3 separate regions of the Mus musculus genome follow, and all the other regions are linked to region 1. A link is a contact called in public promoter capture Hi-C data. All regions are on one chromosome and are shown on one strand. The core of a region is the stretch at or near the end of the contact, and the rest is flanking DNA. Distances in the headings are between cores, read along the strand shown. Region 1 holds the start of Gsc2 (goosecoid homebox 2). Region 2 holds the start of 4930588K23Rik (a long non-coding RNA gene). Region 3 holds the start of Hic2 (hypermethylated in cancer 2).

What was found. Promoter capture Hi-C pulls out the DNA fragments that hold promoters and counts their contacts.
Region 2: a contact with region 1 is called in a promoter capture Hi-C map of liver, with 3 times the contacts expected there. The contact joins the promoter of 4930588K23Rik here to the promoter of Gsc2 in region 1. A contact is called at or near these places in 4 of 39 promoter capture datasets (the SN4741 cell line, hippocampal neurons and liver) and 3 of 484 Hi-C or Micro-C datasets (all in embryonic stem cells).
Region 3: a contact with region 1 is called in a promoter capture Hi-C map of liver, with 2.2 times the contacts expected there. The contact joins the promoter of Hic2 here to the promoter of Gsc2 in region 1. A contact is called at or near these places in 1 of 39 promoter capture datasets (liver) and 1 of 115 datasets of contacts at active chromatin or transcription factors (bone marrow-derived macrophages).

What each region holds. Positions count from the first base shown.
Region 1 is chr16:17,912,299-17,917,213 of GRCm38.p6, forward strand. It overlaps Gsc2 (goosecoid homebox 2), which reads right to left and starts at 2,729. Exons shown (of 3, transcript NM_029469.2): 1 at 2,456-2,729; 2 at 2,068-2,321; 3 at 816-1,420. The coding sequence starts at 2,705. The coding sequence ends at 1,319.
Region 2 is chr16:18,604,060-18,608,974 of GRCm38.p6, forward strand. It overlaps 4930588K23Rik (a long non-coding RNA gene), which reads left to right and starts at 2,603. Exons shown (of 2, transcript XR_384719.3): 1 at 2,603-2,664; 2 at 3,772-4,915. RefSeq lists enhancers at 1-570, 1-2,564, 364-570.
Region 3 is chr16:17,231,688-17,236,602 of GRCm38.p6, forward strand. Hic2 (hypermethylated in cancer 2) reads left to right here and starts at 1,900. Exons shown (of 3, transcript NM_178922.3): 1 at 1,900-2,043.

The DNA of each region.
Region 1 (4,915 bases), core at 1,479-3,978:
GTTGGTGCGCCTGAAGCTGCACACGAGCTAGTTTCTGGGGGGTTATTGATATGTTTAAAGGTGAAATCGGCTGGACTGGGTATGATCCGGTAATAATAGCAATTAATGATCAAGAACTCTATGATTTAACGTGCCTTTAGCAGGACAGTGAATGGGAAAATGGCCTGTTGTATATATGGTGCCTGCCGCAAGCCTGTGGGCTTCCAGGTGTTGTCAGAGGTACAGACTGACAAATACCTCAGGGGACAGGCCTGGACTGGAGACATAGAGGTGGGAACTGTAGCCTAAGGATGGAAAAGATACACCAAGAAGAGTATGGAGGGGGCAGAAGAGATGGCTCATCCGTTACAAGCATTTGTTGCTCTTCTCGAGGATCTAGGTTCAGTTCCCAGCACCCACACAGTGACACACAACTATCCATAACTCTACTTTCAGGGATTCAAATATCCTCTTCTGATCTCCATGGGCACCAGGCAAACATGTGATGTACATGTATATATACAGGCAACACACACAGCTATGCACTCACACACATACATCCACACACACAGCCAAAGATTCCCCCCATCTGTGAAGCTGGTTGGTAGTGCCTAGAGGCCCAGATCCCCAGGAGGCCTTGCCACCATCTACCGGCTTTAATTCTGACGAGGGAGACATGGTACTGGGACTGGGTACTTGTTGAGCTGTGCTCTGCAACACATGTTGATCCACACCCCACCCCCAAACTCTCTGGAAAGGGACAATGGAGCCAGTCCCTCAGTTGGTGTGGAAACAAAGCCTGAGACACAGGGACTTGAAATCCTGGACTGTTCTGTGGTCTTTGAAGATCTCGTTTATTTCTTGGCATCAGCTCAAGGCTGAGGTGAAGGAGCAGATGCAGGAATCTGGAAACTACCAACTACAACCTTCTTCTTCCACAGGTCATGACACCAGGGCCCTAAAGTGCAGGGCCTGTGAGGACAGAGTACGCCCAGGGCTGAGCAGACACCACTGCCTTGCATAAGAAGGTGGAAGGACAGAGAAGAGGCCAGTCTTGGTGACAGGCATGAGGTGGGGAGTTAGGCTCTTCGTCCTGCATGGAGCTAGGGCTTCTCTAGGTGCTGAGGGTGGCTGAGGAAGTTGACCTGCTCTGTGTCTGCACTTGACCTGCAGGAGGTCTCTGGTTCCTGCCCCACATGCCCTCCCTTCATGGGTGAGAAGGCGGCTTTGGATCCCCTGGCTGCCAGTGCTGGCAGCGTTAGTTCCTGTTCAGGTAGGTCTGTCCCCCTCCTCCTTCCTTGTGCTCTACTTCATAAAGCCAGATAAACTCCGGACAGCATCAACAACTCTCCTTGGGAGTTTTCTTAGTCCCAGGCAGGAGCCTCGATGAGGAAGCACGCTTTTGGTGTCGCCACTTTGCCCGGCGGTTCTTGAACCAGACCTGAGGAGGAGGGAGACCAGGACAGCTCAGGCCCCAAGGATCCATCATCCAAAGAACTTTGGAAGGGCTAGGTGGTAGGCTTCAATGGAGGTGTAGGTGAATGGATCTGCAACCTCCTTCCCTCACACACTTTCCCAGCCTGAGCCCAGGCTCAGGCGCGCTCTCTCTCTCTCTCTCTCTCTCTCTCTCTCTCTCTCCTCTCTCCCCTTCTTCCCACCCCACCTCTCCTCCTTGTAACCTAGGTGGCTAGGCGGCTTCTTACTGTGTGAGGAGACTGACTTTGATGAACTCATGATCCAGCCTCCATCCCCCAGGGGTTGGGATTACAGATACATGCCACTATGCCTGACTAGATTTGAACATTTCTTAACTTTCTCACATCTGGGGCAGGAACAAACGTGCATTTCATCATCAGGGGAAACTGGGGAGCCGGACAAAGTCAAAGAAAACGACTCTTGACCTCTTCCAGTTCCAGGGACACCCAAATAACGTGCTGGAAGAACCGGCCCCGCGCCCTCATCGAGTGATCATAGGGGGTCTCCCTTCAGTGTAGCCGGCTACGAGTTGAAGCCCCTTCTGGAAGGTCGGTCTTTGAAAAATAAGAGTGGCGCCGGAGTTGGCCTCCAGGCTGCGGGCTGAACACCCACCTCCACGCGCTCCTCTCGCAGGCGGATGCGGACCGCCAAGCGTTCGCGTGTGCCTACGTCGGGATACTGGTTCTGTACGAAGAGTGCCTCGAGCGCCTGCAGCTGCTCCTCGCTGAAGATGGTACGGTGGCGCCGCGTGCGCCTCTGCGGGCCGGGGCCGCTCGTGCCAGTCAGCGCCGGGGAGCCTGCTCTAGGCGCCGTCAAGGGAGAGGGCGTGGCGGGCGCCAACCTCAGCGGCCACGCCAGCCGCAAGCCTGCGGGGCGGTAAGGGGCGGGGTGGGGTCAGGTGTAGGGTTACGGTTCCAATTAGGGTTAGGGGGAGCCAGGCTCGCCCCGCAGGCCGCCCCGCGAGATCCCCGCCTAGTCTTGCCCCTCCGCGCGCACTCACCCGGCCCGGACGATGTCTCCGGGGTTCCGCGGGTCGCAGCGCGCGGGTTGCAGCAGCAGCAGCAGGCGCAAGGAGCAGCGGGGACGGGCGCCTCGGGTTCGTCTAGCTCGGCGGGGTTCCGACCACCGACGGGCTGCGGTGGCCGCGTCGCGGGCCTGCGCTCCGGCAGGCTGGAGAGGATGTGCTCGATGGAGAAAGGGCAGGGTCGCCCGGGGTCCCTGCGGCTGGCCGCGCTGCCTGCAGTCGCCATGCCCGCGGGCGGGCGGCGCAAGAGGCGGAATATATACATAGGGAGGTGGGAGGTGCGGTAATCCCCAGACCGGGCGCCGCGTTCGCGCGTGCTAATCCCGTCGCCAGTCCTCAGAGAGCTAATCCCCGGCCATGGAGGAGGGCAAGCCCCTTCGTCTGGGTACCGGGGACTGCGCTGGGAGCAGGGAGTCCTGCACTCTGCCACGTCTAGAGCTGGAGGGAAAGGAAGGGATCAGGAGCCCATCCTTTATATCTTTTAAGGCAGGCTTAAGGTCGCCTGCCAGGAGGAATGCCAGGACCTTGGAAGCCTCTAACTCACAGGGTCCCCGCCACCTCTCTGCCCCTGGCTTCCCTCATTCCCTCCATGAAACTGGAGATTCCTGGAATGAAGATTTCCAGTGAGCTCAGCACCCTGTCAGCAGGATGACCCTACTTGACAGCTCTTGCTCACTTTGAAGCCCTGGTCTGAATCTCCTATAGAAGAATACCTACAGGATGGGAAGCTGAGACTGACATCCAACTCATAAAGATTCGCCTGCTTCTTGTCTCCTGAGTGCTGGGAGCAAAGGCGCGAGCTGCCAATTCTGTGCCTTCTTTCTAGAGACTAGAAGATATTTTTCTTGTTATCTCCTGTCTTAGAAGGTCCCTGACGCCCTTGCCCGGCTCCTGTGTACATCAACATCTCCCTCACACCACATTTTCTAAGAGCTGTTTCATGTGCCCCTGCCCTACCCTTTGCCCAGGCCAGTTCCGCTTTGTCTACAATATAACTTCTGCCCACTGTTCTTTCCAACTGAGAACAAATACTTGGCCCGATTTTCGTCATTCTCAATTATGAAGCTTTGAACCTCTAGGCCTTTGCTTAAGACACTTTGTTTTGTGATCTCTGAAAATATGGCGTGTGTCTTTCAGGACAGAGCAGCGGACTGCCTCACTGTTACTAAGCATTGTGGCTTGTTTAATGTCATAATACTGATCAACTATCAAGGGTTCTTCCTAAGGGGACAAGCGTTGAGAATGGTGAGCCAAATCTATAGTCGCAGGATTCCAGGGGCTCCAGAGGCCGAGACAGGAGGATTACTGTGAGGGAAAGGCCAGTCTGGTGAGATCTGTATTTTTTTTTTTTTTTTTTAAGGCATGATGATACCTTTAATCCTAGCATTTGAGAGGCAGAAGCAGACAGATCTTTGTGAGTTCCTGGCTAGTCAGAGCTACAGGGCAAGACCCTGTCTCAAAGGAAAAAATGATTTGTTCTTAGGGTTTAAGCAGTTACTGGGTGTGAGATATCCAGAGCACAACTGGACATGGGGTTGATGTCCCAGGAATATTAGCAGCCAGAGTAGGCAGCATACCCAGTCACCCATCTCCCACTTTACCAAGTCCTCTTATAAGTTCTTCTGCTGACTACACTCTAGTACCAGTGAGGACTCTATGGGCTTCAAGTGATGGACATTACTGTCTCATCCATCATAAAAGTCCCAGAGTGTGTTCATCTGAAAGGCTTATGAGTAGCACTATTAACTGTGTGACCTTTCAGCCTGCCTCATGGTTACAGAATGGCTGCCACAGCCCCAGACCTCCTATGGATTCCTTTGGATGCAGAAGACTTGTCTAGCAGACATTCGTGTAGAACATCTGTGCCTAAACCCACCTCAATGCTCAGGGGTGTGAAGTGGCCCGTTACTCTTGTCTGCTCAGAATGGGGCAGCAAGGCCAGGGACAGGAAGGCCTCTGGGATTTCTTCCTCTTTCCATGCCCATAGCCTTGCTTCCTTTCTCTTGTATTTCTCTCCCTGTAGGAAGATGACATGGTGCTCTGCCAAAGCTGTGCCCTTGGGGAGTTCTCCCTCAATGGACCATATTGACCATATTGTCAGGACCATATTGAGGTGTCAGTGAGCCAGGCTCTGTGCACTTGGTGGCAGTCATTTGTGCATGTGGCTCATTTGTGTCTTCTGAACTTGCTTAGAGACGACTGGGGCAATACCACTGTGTGTGTGTGTGTGTGTGTGTGTGTGTGTGTGTGTGTGTGTGTGTAATAGTGTCTTGTGACACTATTTCTGAAAGTATCAAGTAAACAAACATCTACTCACCCCAAGTAGGGAAGCAGTGATAGCCAAAGTAAGAGCACTACTGAGGTCTAACTTGGTAGGGTTACTAGGAATATGGCTGAGGTTACAGCAACAGAAATGACTCAAAGCTGTACCACTGT
Region 2 (4,915 bases), core at 1,353-3,852, 690 kb after region 1:
GAACAGTTTTGCTGTCTGCCCAGCCCCTGGGTGTCCTCTCATACCCTGGCCTGGCCCTCCAAGCTCCCCAGCCTTGCTGGGCCCCCTGAATTTTCCACAGCCCTCATGCCCAGGCTCCATGAGTGAATTAGAGCTTAGTCCCTGCTCCAGCCGAACTTTCTCACATGTCCTACAGCCAGAGCCCAGGCCTCTCTCTGTCCACCAGCTAAGGAACAGAGTATGAGGCACTGGGGACCAGCCGTGCAGGCAGTAACCAGGCCTCAGCCCTCTTCCTGAGCCACAAGGCCAGGCTTGGGCAGGCAGCCCAGTCCAGCTGCCCCTGCTCTGGGCCCCAAGAGGGGGTCAGGAGCTCAGCACCACCCCTGTGGCCTAAATATAACCCGAGCAGGCGGCTGGCCGGGAATAGAGACCTCTGTCAGCCATGAGCAGGTGTGGTGGGAGGATAGTCATTGTGATTGGCAGCAGGGTGGGTGGGCGGGCAGGCAGCCAGTCACAGGTCATGTGAGTGTCCGGTGGCAAGACTGAGGGTGGAGCCTTGTGTCCTCACAGGACTGCCTGGTGCCCGTCTCGCCTGCTCACCCATGCCCCATGTCTAGGCTGCTGACAGGTTCTCAGGAAGGATGGACACCCAGCACACCAATCTGGCCTGACCTGGCCACTGTGGCTGGCCACATTCTGGTCTCATGGGGACAGACCTGGCCAACCAGTCAAGTGCCACCACTGAGCATATTTGAAGTCCTATCTCTGGTACTTCCCATTGTTCCTCTGTCCTTGACTCTGGAGCTTTCTGACCCCTGTACCCTCAAGACCCCTGCTACCCAGTGATTTTATCCTTATTCTCTTCCATGGCAACCCCCCACAGCCCCTGGATCTCCTAGACACCTTGAGTCCCTTGGCCACCTCCACTGCTTGGCCAGTGTAAGTGGACTTGTGTTACAGCCTCCAGCCTGGAGGTAAGGTCTTCTGAGCTCTGGGTCACTGGAGTAGGAGCAGGGCTCTAAAGCAGTGCATGCAGCTCGGCCCACCCATGTCCACTCTCAGACAGCATCCTGGACTCTGGGTCTTGTCAGGGCTTGCCTCCCAAGTCCAGCACATGCCCATCCATGTCTTCAGCTCCACGTCTCCCCAGCACGGGCCTTCTCTCCTCTTGTCTGTAGCTCAGACCATCAAATACACTGAAAATCACCCCTCGGATCTGGAAAAAAAAACAGAACCTTCCTGATTTCTAAGTGTGCCAAGACCCTGGCTCAGTGATGACAGCCACAGGGGCAGAGACGGAGGCAGCCTGAAGCACAGCAGGGTCTAGAGGTCTCAACTGCCTCTTCAGGAGCAGATGCAGATGGCAAGAGCAGGCTGAGGCAAGAGTCACTCAGTGTGCCCTAGACTGCTCTGAAGGGTTTCTTTATTTAGTAACGGGTGTTTGTCCAGTCTCTATAATGTACCTAGCCCTATACTCACCACGTGACTGAATGCCAAAATTGAGCCTTAGGAAGGAGCCACAGGGACTGTGGTCTGAGAAGAATCTTGAAGAGTTGGTCCTGTTTGTCTAGCTTCAGCAACCTTCTGACATCTCTTGAACAGCCCTGTGATGAGCAGATCCCTCCTAAGAGATGAACTGGGGAGCGATAGCCCAGCCGTGCCTGCTTTCCAGGGAGCTATCCTGAAGAAGAGTGAGCAGGGGGCTTGGCACAGCTAGACAGGGACTGACAGGTAGTCAGTCCCTCTCACTAGGCTCCTGGGACCCCAAAAGGAGGAACCCCAGCTCCTGGCCCTGCCCATACAGGCCTGGGTAGGGGCTGTGGTATGAGCTTGTTTGTTCTTCGGCCCGTCTTTCCAGTTTGGAGTCTGGGTGTACAAGTGGGGCCAGGGGCCTAGACACAAGGGAAGGGGCTCTGACAGGGTGTGGATGGGGAAGGGCGGGGCCAGGTGCTGCGCTTGCCTGCTACCCTCACCTACCACTCTGAGCTATCTGTTTCCCAGTGGTGCCCTGGATGCAGGGTCTCTGGAAGGGCCCCGGGTCTGGGAACCCTCTGACCTTAGGAGTCCTAATTAATTCAGTCTCCTCTGCTTGGTGTCTGTGGAGTTCTTGGCCTCTGTGTTCCTCTGAAGGGGACCAAGAGGGTCCCACTTTCTCCTCCTGGACCCCCAAGTCCTATACTCTGTGTTTTCTTCCCACCCCAACTACAACTTCCTAAGTACCTCTCTTACTTCCAACAGCATCCTGCCCTTTACTAAATATATGTGGAGAAACCAAGGCCCAAAGAATGAAAGATGTGGAGGAAGGAGGTGTCAGGGGCAGCTCTGGCTGCTGGAGACACTCTGGCTATGAGACACCTGGGGCTCTGGAGGAGTAAGCTCCTGTGGGCATTTTCCTGGCTCCAGATTGTCAGAGGTATGACTGCAGACACCACCACGAAGTTCTGGCCTGTGAAAAATTCAAGGCCCTGTGTAATTGGCTGGACCAGAGACTATGAACAGCATCTGTCCCCAGGGAAGGGAACAGGGCAGCAGAGGCTGATGTGAGTGCTGCTCCCACCTTCCTGCCAGTGACCCTTCCACCAATTTCAGAACTGGGAACCCCGAGGCCCAGAGGCCCTGCACAGTATGCAACCTCACAGCAAGGCAATGATGGTGGCAGGCCTGTCCTGTCTAAGGAACACAGAGGTGAGGGAATCCCCTTGACATAGGATGACAGTGTAGCCATGGTCAAGCTTGGCAGGTTGTGAAAATGGTAAAAGGAGGGCAGTAGAGCTGGCAAGTGATAGCCCCAGGTCAGTGGTGATTTCTGCCAGGCTTGTGAGGAAGTTTTCAGACTGACCAGGAGCCCCACAGGCAGGTACCAATGCTAGGATTCTCTCCAGGGTGTGCTCTGCTCTACCTCAGCCATCCAGAGCCCTGTCCTGTCTGCAGGTAATGGGTCAGAGCAGAGAGTTAAGGTGAGAATACAGCTAGATTGGCTTGTGGTCCCAGAAAGACTGCCCTTTCTTTCTGGGCCTTAGTTTCTCCATCTATAAGATAGTGAAAATTGCCCAAGAAGAGCTGTGACAGGCTCATGACTTAAGGGTAAGATTGTGAGCAAGCTCTGCCGATCAAGAAAACCAGATCTGCCGGGCGTGGTGGCATACGTCTTTAATCCCAGCACTCGGGAGGCAGAGTCAGGTGGATTTCTGAGTTCAAGGCCAGCCTGGTCTACAAAGTGAATTCCAGGACAGCCGAGTTCCAGGACAGCCAGGGCTACACAGAGAAACCCTGTCTAAAAAAAAAAAAAAAAGAAAAGAAAAGAAAACTAGATCTGAGGACTGTGGTCTGGGATAGCTGAACCTGCTAGTACAGTCCACCCTAAAAGAACCCCCAGAGTAGCCTTCCTCTCTTGGTGTGCCCTTGCATTCATGGCTGGACCAGTCCTGGAACATACTTTAAGATTAGGTCCTTTCTGGCCATGGTGGCGCACGCTTTTTAATCCCAGAGTTCCAGAGGCAGAAGCAGGAGGAGATCTGTGAGTTCCAGGTCAGCCTGGCCTACATAGTGAGACCCTTTCTCAAACAAACAAACAAACAAACAAACAAACAAACAAACAAACAAACAAAGTTAGACTCTTAGGTTTTGACTGCCCCAGCACAACTCCAGCTGCCTTGCCATGCACTGCCCTCCTCCAGTATGTTATGTTCTAACCTTTCAAGGCTGACTGGAGGGAAGGTGAACTGGGGTCAGGGGAGGGAGGGGACAGAAGTTTGGAGCCAAGACAAAGCTTCATGGCCCTCTCTTACCCAGGCCATGACAGGAAGAATCCTGCCCCGTGTTTCTGTCACTATGGATCAGGAAGCAGCACACAGATCACCACTTTCATGTCTGTAACCCCAATAGACATCACCAGTGGATCTCAGATCTCTTTCTTTACTGGATGGAAAGGCTCGGCTTAAGTTCCTCGGCTCAAAACCAGACCCTGGACATGGACGTGCTCACCCAGATGGTGCCTAGGTAGGGCAGCTGCTTGTTTATTTGGTCCTGGTCTGGAATGGATTCAAGACTTCTGATGGTCTTACCTGAGCGTGGAGACCTGGGAGAGGGACCGTCAGGTTGCAAGCCCCACAGGTCTCCTTCCCCTGTGCTCAAGGAGTGTCTTGCAGGGAGTGTCCGTAACTCCCTGCTGTCAGAAACTACCACCCAGGGAACAGAGCAGCAGGTGGGGGTCTGCTCTTCTGTGCTGGCCCTGCCCCCATGAGGCTGAATGGGCGCCTTGGTGCAGCTCCGGGGGCCCCAGAAACATTTGCTTTAAGTCTTAAAATATCAGGTTCCCGAATGGCGGGACTTCCCTGGGGGCTGGCAGCAGGCAGGAGGGATTTTGAGAGTAAGATTCCCTCTGGCTCCGCCCCATTGGCTCCGCCCCATTGGCCTCCACTGAAGCCAGGCAAATGTTGTGGGTAAGCCAACAGGGCTCCGACTGGGCTCCCATTCTCCTGCTGGAGGGAGCCTCCTACTCACTCGTCCATCTCAGCTTCTCGGATGCCCCTCTGTCCTCTTCACAATGTGTGCCCTGGTGGAGGCCGGGCCCTGACAGCTTCCGTACCAAGCTTCATAGCCAAAGCTTGATTCTACAGGACCCAATAACATCTTCAGCTAAAGACGATTTAGATGAAGTGCTGTGTACCCTAAGCCTGTGTGCAGCCTTCTTTCAGACCAGAGAAACTAGGAAGAAATGACACCAGGTTAATATGGAGCTTAGTACTCCCAGTGGCTTTCAAGCAATAGGTATAATTGCACAGGGTCTTGAAGGGTGAGTAGGAGTTTCCAGATGGCTCAGGTGGGGAGGCTCATTGGCTCAAAGATCTGGGTGGTACAAGCTGGTACCTGGTTCTTGGACTAGAAGGGAGACTCTGTGGGTACAGACAGGGACAGAGGGATGTTCGATCCACTT
Region 3 (4,915 bases), core at 650-3,149, 680 kb before region 1:
CAGCCCATTACCCTCTTTTGTTTCTTTCCCACTGCCTCTGACCCCATTCTTTTCCCCAGCTTGTCTCAGTTCTACTCTTTCTTTTTTTTTTTTTTTTTTTTTTTTTTAGATTTATTTATTTATTATATGTAAGTACACTGTAGCTGTCCTCAGATACTCCAGAAGAGGGCATCAGATTGCATTAAGGATGGTTGTGAGCCACCATGTGGTTGCTGGGATTTGAACTCTGGACCTTCAGAAGAGCAGTCGGGTACTCTTACCCACTAAGCCATCTCCCCAGCCCCATACTCTTTCTTTTTTATGTGATTTAGTGAATTTAATTAGAACTGCTTACAGGGGAATAAGTGGGTGATTATTTATAGGAGTCAGGGCAATACCAGTGTATTATTTATAGGAGTCAGTTTACCAGTGACTATAACCACTGAAAAAAATGTTCCTTCCTGTAACCATCACCTAGGGAGTGGCAGGACCACCACACTTGGCTCAGTAAGTCTTCAAAACAGCCCACCTCTAAGCTGTTCTTCATGATTGACAATTCCTTTAACACGTGCTTGATAGTTCTTTTTTGTTTTTCCTTTCTGAGGCAGGCTCACTGTGTAGCCCTGGCTCAACTGGAAGTCACTATGTAGTCAGACTGGCTCTAATTCACAGAGATCTGCCTCTTTCAGCCTTCAGAGTTCTGGGACTAAAGACATGCCCCATGCCACCCATTTTCAATCTATTGAGTTTTCGCCATTTCTAGGATGTTTAGGCATAGTATTCTATGTCTTGGCTAGTATAATTGACAGCAGTAGCTTTATAATTTGCTTTAATATCTGTTAGGACAAATGTACTCCTATTTCTGTTGTTTGGTGTTTCAAAGATGATAGTTGTAAAAACAATCATGTATTAGCTATGTAGCTATTGGGTAAACTAAGAATTTTAATTTTTTTTAATCTGTTATTTTAAGCTTGTACATTCGGAAAGCATGCTTGCCTCTGTGAAGGGTTATTGAATTGGGTTTCAATGTTGACTCTGGGTCACAACCTCCCTATAGAACAGCTGTAGGTTCTGGCTAGGACTTTTCTGACCTTTAACAGTGGTGGGCTTTAGTGTTTAGTGTTCAAAGTAGAGAGATGGTCATCTAATAACTCTCTAGAGAATAACTCCGTGTGAACCCCAATACATTTGGATGGCCACAAGTCTTGGGTCTTTACTGGGCTGCCTAAACTCCTGTGACCTGCGGCGGTCACCGGAACTCTGGATAAGTAAGCAGAGTGTACACGGACCTCTCCGCCCTCTGCGCAATCCGGGTCGACCTTCGCGAGAGTGGATGTAAGGATCCTAGGAGAAGTTTAGGGTTAAGACTCCCAGGCCTCTTTTCTCCTTTAAAATCAGAACCACGCAGGCCTTCCTGCAGCCCAGACAGCGGAGCAAGCAGCCTTTGGGTGCTAAACTTTATAGACTGAGATACTCTGCGTAGATCAAGGGGCTCAAACGGGCGGAAGAGGAGAGGCGCAGGCCACCTGAACCGGGTTGGTGGTGATAGTGTTGGGGGTTCTGAAGGGTCCGGGTCAGGCTCAAAACGGGTCAGTCTTCCGTTTGAGGGCTGGGCATAGACCCGTGGTAAAGAGCAGGATTCTTGTTTCGCTGGGTGTTGCCCGTCAAGTATTTTGAGGTGAGGTTGCCATCCCGTTCTGGCGCCTGCATCGGGACCCTGTAGGCGACCTCCCGTGCGCCCCTCCCCCATTACACTCTGCCGCAGCCACTGGCCCATCCCTGGACTCAGACCCCTCGGCGGCCCCGCCCAGCCTCAGGGTTCCGCCCCCACAAGGGTCCGCCTCCAGGTCCGCCCTGTCGCTCGCCCATTCAGATGTGGGTCAGGGGTGAGCGGGTGGAGCTGACGTCACAAGCTTCCAAGATGGCGCGGAGCGGGCGGCTGTGAGCAGCGCTCTGGGCGCGCTGGGCGGAGAGCCGAGCGGGGGCCGGCGGAGGGCGGACAGGGCGGGCGCGTGCAGCTCAGGTCGGGCGCCCAAGACGAGGGGCCTCTGGCAGGCACCTGAGGTAAGCGGTGTCCTCGAGGGAGGGCGACGCGGGCCGGGCGCGCCCCCGGAGAGGGGGGCGTGGGCGCGCGTGGGACGGAGCGCGCGCACGGCCCCTAGTCTCGAACCGAGGCGCACGCGGGACCCTGGACGGGCGGGGGCTTTGTGGTTCAGGTGCCCGGCGGGTTGCGGCCGGCACGGGGACTCCGGGCACAAAGCCCCCAGGGCCGCGCCAGTCCGGGGACGCGAGTCTGTGGAGCGGGGGTCGACGGGGTAGCGGGCGCCGGCTCTTTGTGCCTTTTCATTAGCAATCTAATCCGAACGGCGTCGGGCGAGCTATGCTGCCTGACAGGCGGGCGTTCTCCCATTATGCAAACGGCTGTACGCCTGCGGCTGCCCCTCACTGGAACGCTTTACGGTTTCCAGAACTGCGCTTGTGTGTATGGTCTGCAGTCCTTTTCCTCGAGTACCCTTCCTGGCTGGGGGACTGGCCGTGTCAGGGACAGGGTAGGGCTTAGAGGGCCCGGCTCCGTGGCTGGGTGGGCTTTCTGCCCTGCCCCCAGACCTTTGCTGGAGGCAGCCGCCTGGCAGGAAGAGAGATGGGCTTGGGGGGAGGGGGTCGGGTGGCAAGAGGAAGGGACTGGCTGGCTCAGGGAGTGAGCTGAGGGGCCCTAGCTTGTCATTCTCTGTTTATCTTCCAGAATGGTTCATATGCACACAAGCCTGGGTGTAAGTGCTGGGGGAAAATACCTCTCCCTGGGGGGCAGTGACTTAGGTACTTGGAGTGATTGAGGCCAGATAATACTCTCAGCGGCCGCGCCCTGAACAGTTTTGGACTACCTTGCGACGAGAGTCCCGTGCTGATCTTGGCTGGCCGGAGAGATTCAGAAGTTATTTACTTATGTGTTCTATCCCCCTCTTCACAGTATCTTTTCTAGTTATAATTGTCAGGCGCATTTGGAAAGCTGTGTTCCAGGTTCCTCACTTTCAATCAGCAGGAGGGGTGTAACACTGAGAGGCCACCCCCACTGACATATGTGGCGATGGGGGAGGGGCGGATCCTTGCCTATAGGAATCCTGTGACTGGACTGTTACTGGGGTTTGCTAGCTGTGGCTTTTGCACCTAGGACCAGGAGATTCGGCAGGTCGTGGAGGGGCTCATCTTCTAGGCTGAACTTGGGATTTCCAATCTAGGACAAAGGTTGGTGGGATGGAGGCAAACCCTAGAGGGATGCCACATTATTGCTTCTGATTCCTCCTGGCCTTGCCCCTCCACTGTTATCTGCCCGTATCTGGAATCCCTGGCTTTCAAGCAGACATTTTTAGGATCGTAGTCTGTGTAACCACTCTGTAGCTCTGTCTCTCGAAAAAGTATGCTGGGTGGAGCAGAGCTCCTGGAGTAGTCTGAAAGAAAGCAGATGGTCCAGCCTCAGGCTGGCCTCTAGAGACAAATGTGTGGCCAAACCTTCCCACTAAGGTTTTTGCAAGAAGTCATGTGCCTGCAGGTGATCTTTCTGTCCTATGCAGTTTTTTAATGAAAACCTCTGAAACCTACAGGGTAGACTTGGGAAAAGTTGTCCAGTCTTTGCATTGCCTGCCTGCTTGCTGCGAGGGGAGCAATGCTGTTCATTCAGTTTACTAATTTGGCTCCTGGCTTTCTGCAGGTTAGTTGTAAGGTGTTGAGAGTGCTTGTTGGCCAGCTTGTCTGGCTGTTTGAGTTCGGCTGTGTGCCCAGAATTTCTTCCTGCAGTGTTTTCCTGCCAGTTGTTGGGACTTGTACATTAGTCACTGAGCTTTTACGAGCAATTCCTGAAAAGAAAAAAATCTCCCTCTGATTGTTGGCTTTGCGTGTAGGAAGAAGCAGCTCGAGGGAGCCCTGTGTTTAAAGCAGAACCAAAATGATTTGCTGTAATTGCTAGAAGGAGAAGAGGTGCAAACAGGGCAGGGGCGGTGCAGCCTGTTCTGCTGCATAGTACCTGCTCTGAGGACAGGTAGACAGGGTTCCTTCCTTCCGCACTTCCTGGTCTTGGCCAGCAGCCTAGCCTTTTCCACAAGCTGCAATTCTAGATTAATCCTCACATAGTGTTTTCTTTCCACAGATCAGATTTCTCATTTTGTTAATAAGTGCAGTCTCTGATCCTCTAGGAGTCAGCTGTTGTGGACTGAGAGCAACAGGGTTTTGCATTATTGAGCTGTAGGGAATGCTGTGCAGTCTTCCTATGAGTCCTTATTGCCTGTCAAGGTCAGGCTTGAAGGGGTGAGGTTAGGGGCATGAATTACCCTTCTCCCTTTTAAACTGAGCTGGAGTTTGTTGAGATACTACATTTCTTTATTCGTATGTATGCATGTCGATGGGCAGACTCTCTGCTAGAGTCGAGCGTGGGACAGCTTGTAGGAGTTGGTTCTCTTCTTCCACCAGGTGGATCCTGGGGGTCAAAGTTGTCATAAAGCTAATTGGCAAGCACTTTTGCCCACTGAGCCATTTCTCTGGCCCAAGAAAGAGGGTTTCCCTATGTATCCTTGGTTGGCTTAGACCTCACTATTTCCACTATGACCAGCTTTTTTTGTTTGTCTTTCGAGATGAGACAGGGCCTCACTGTGTAGCTCTGTCTGTCTTGGAACTCAGAGAATGGCCTGCCTTTGCCTAGCAAATGTTGAGGTTAAAGGTGTGTGCCACCAGTTTTCAGGGTTTTATTTTATTTTTAAATAAGAAAGGGTTAGAGAGATGGCCCAGAGATTAAGAGTACTGGCTGCGTTCAGAGGACCCAGGTGACTCATAACCATCTGTAACCCCAGTTTCAGGGAACCTGATGCCTTCTCCCTTCCCAAGGCACTAGGCACTCCTGGGGGTCCCGTGTGTGTAAAGTTAAAACAACAATGAAAACAAGGAAACA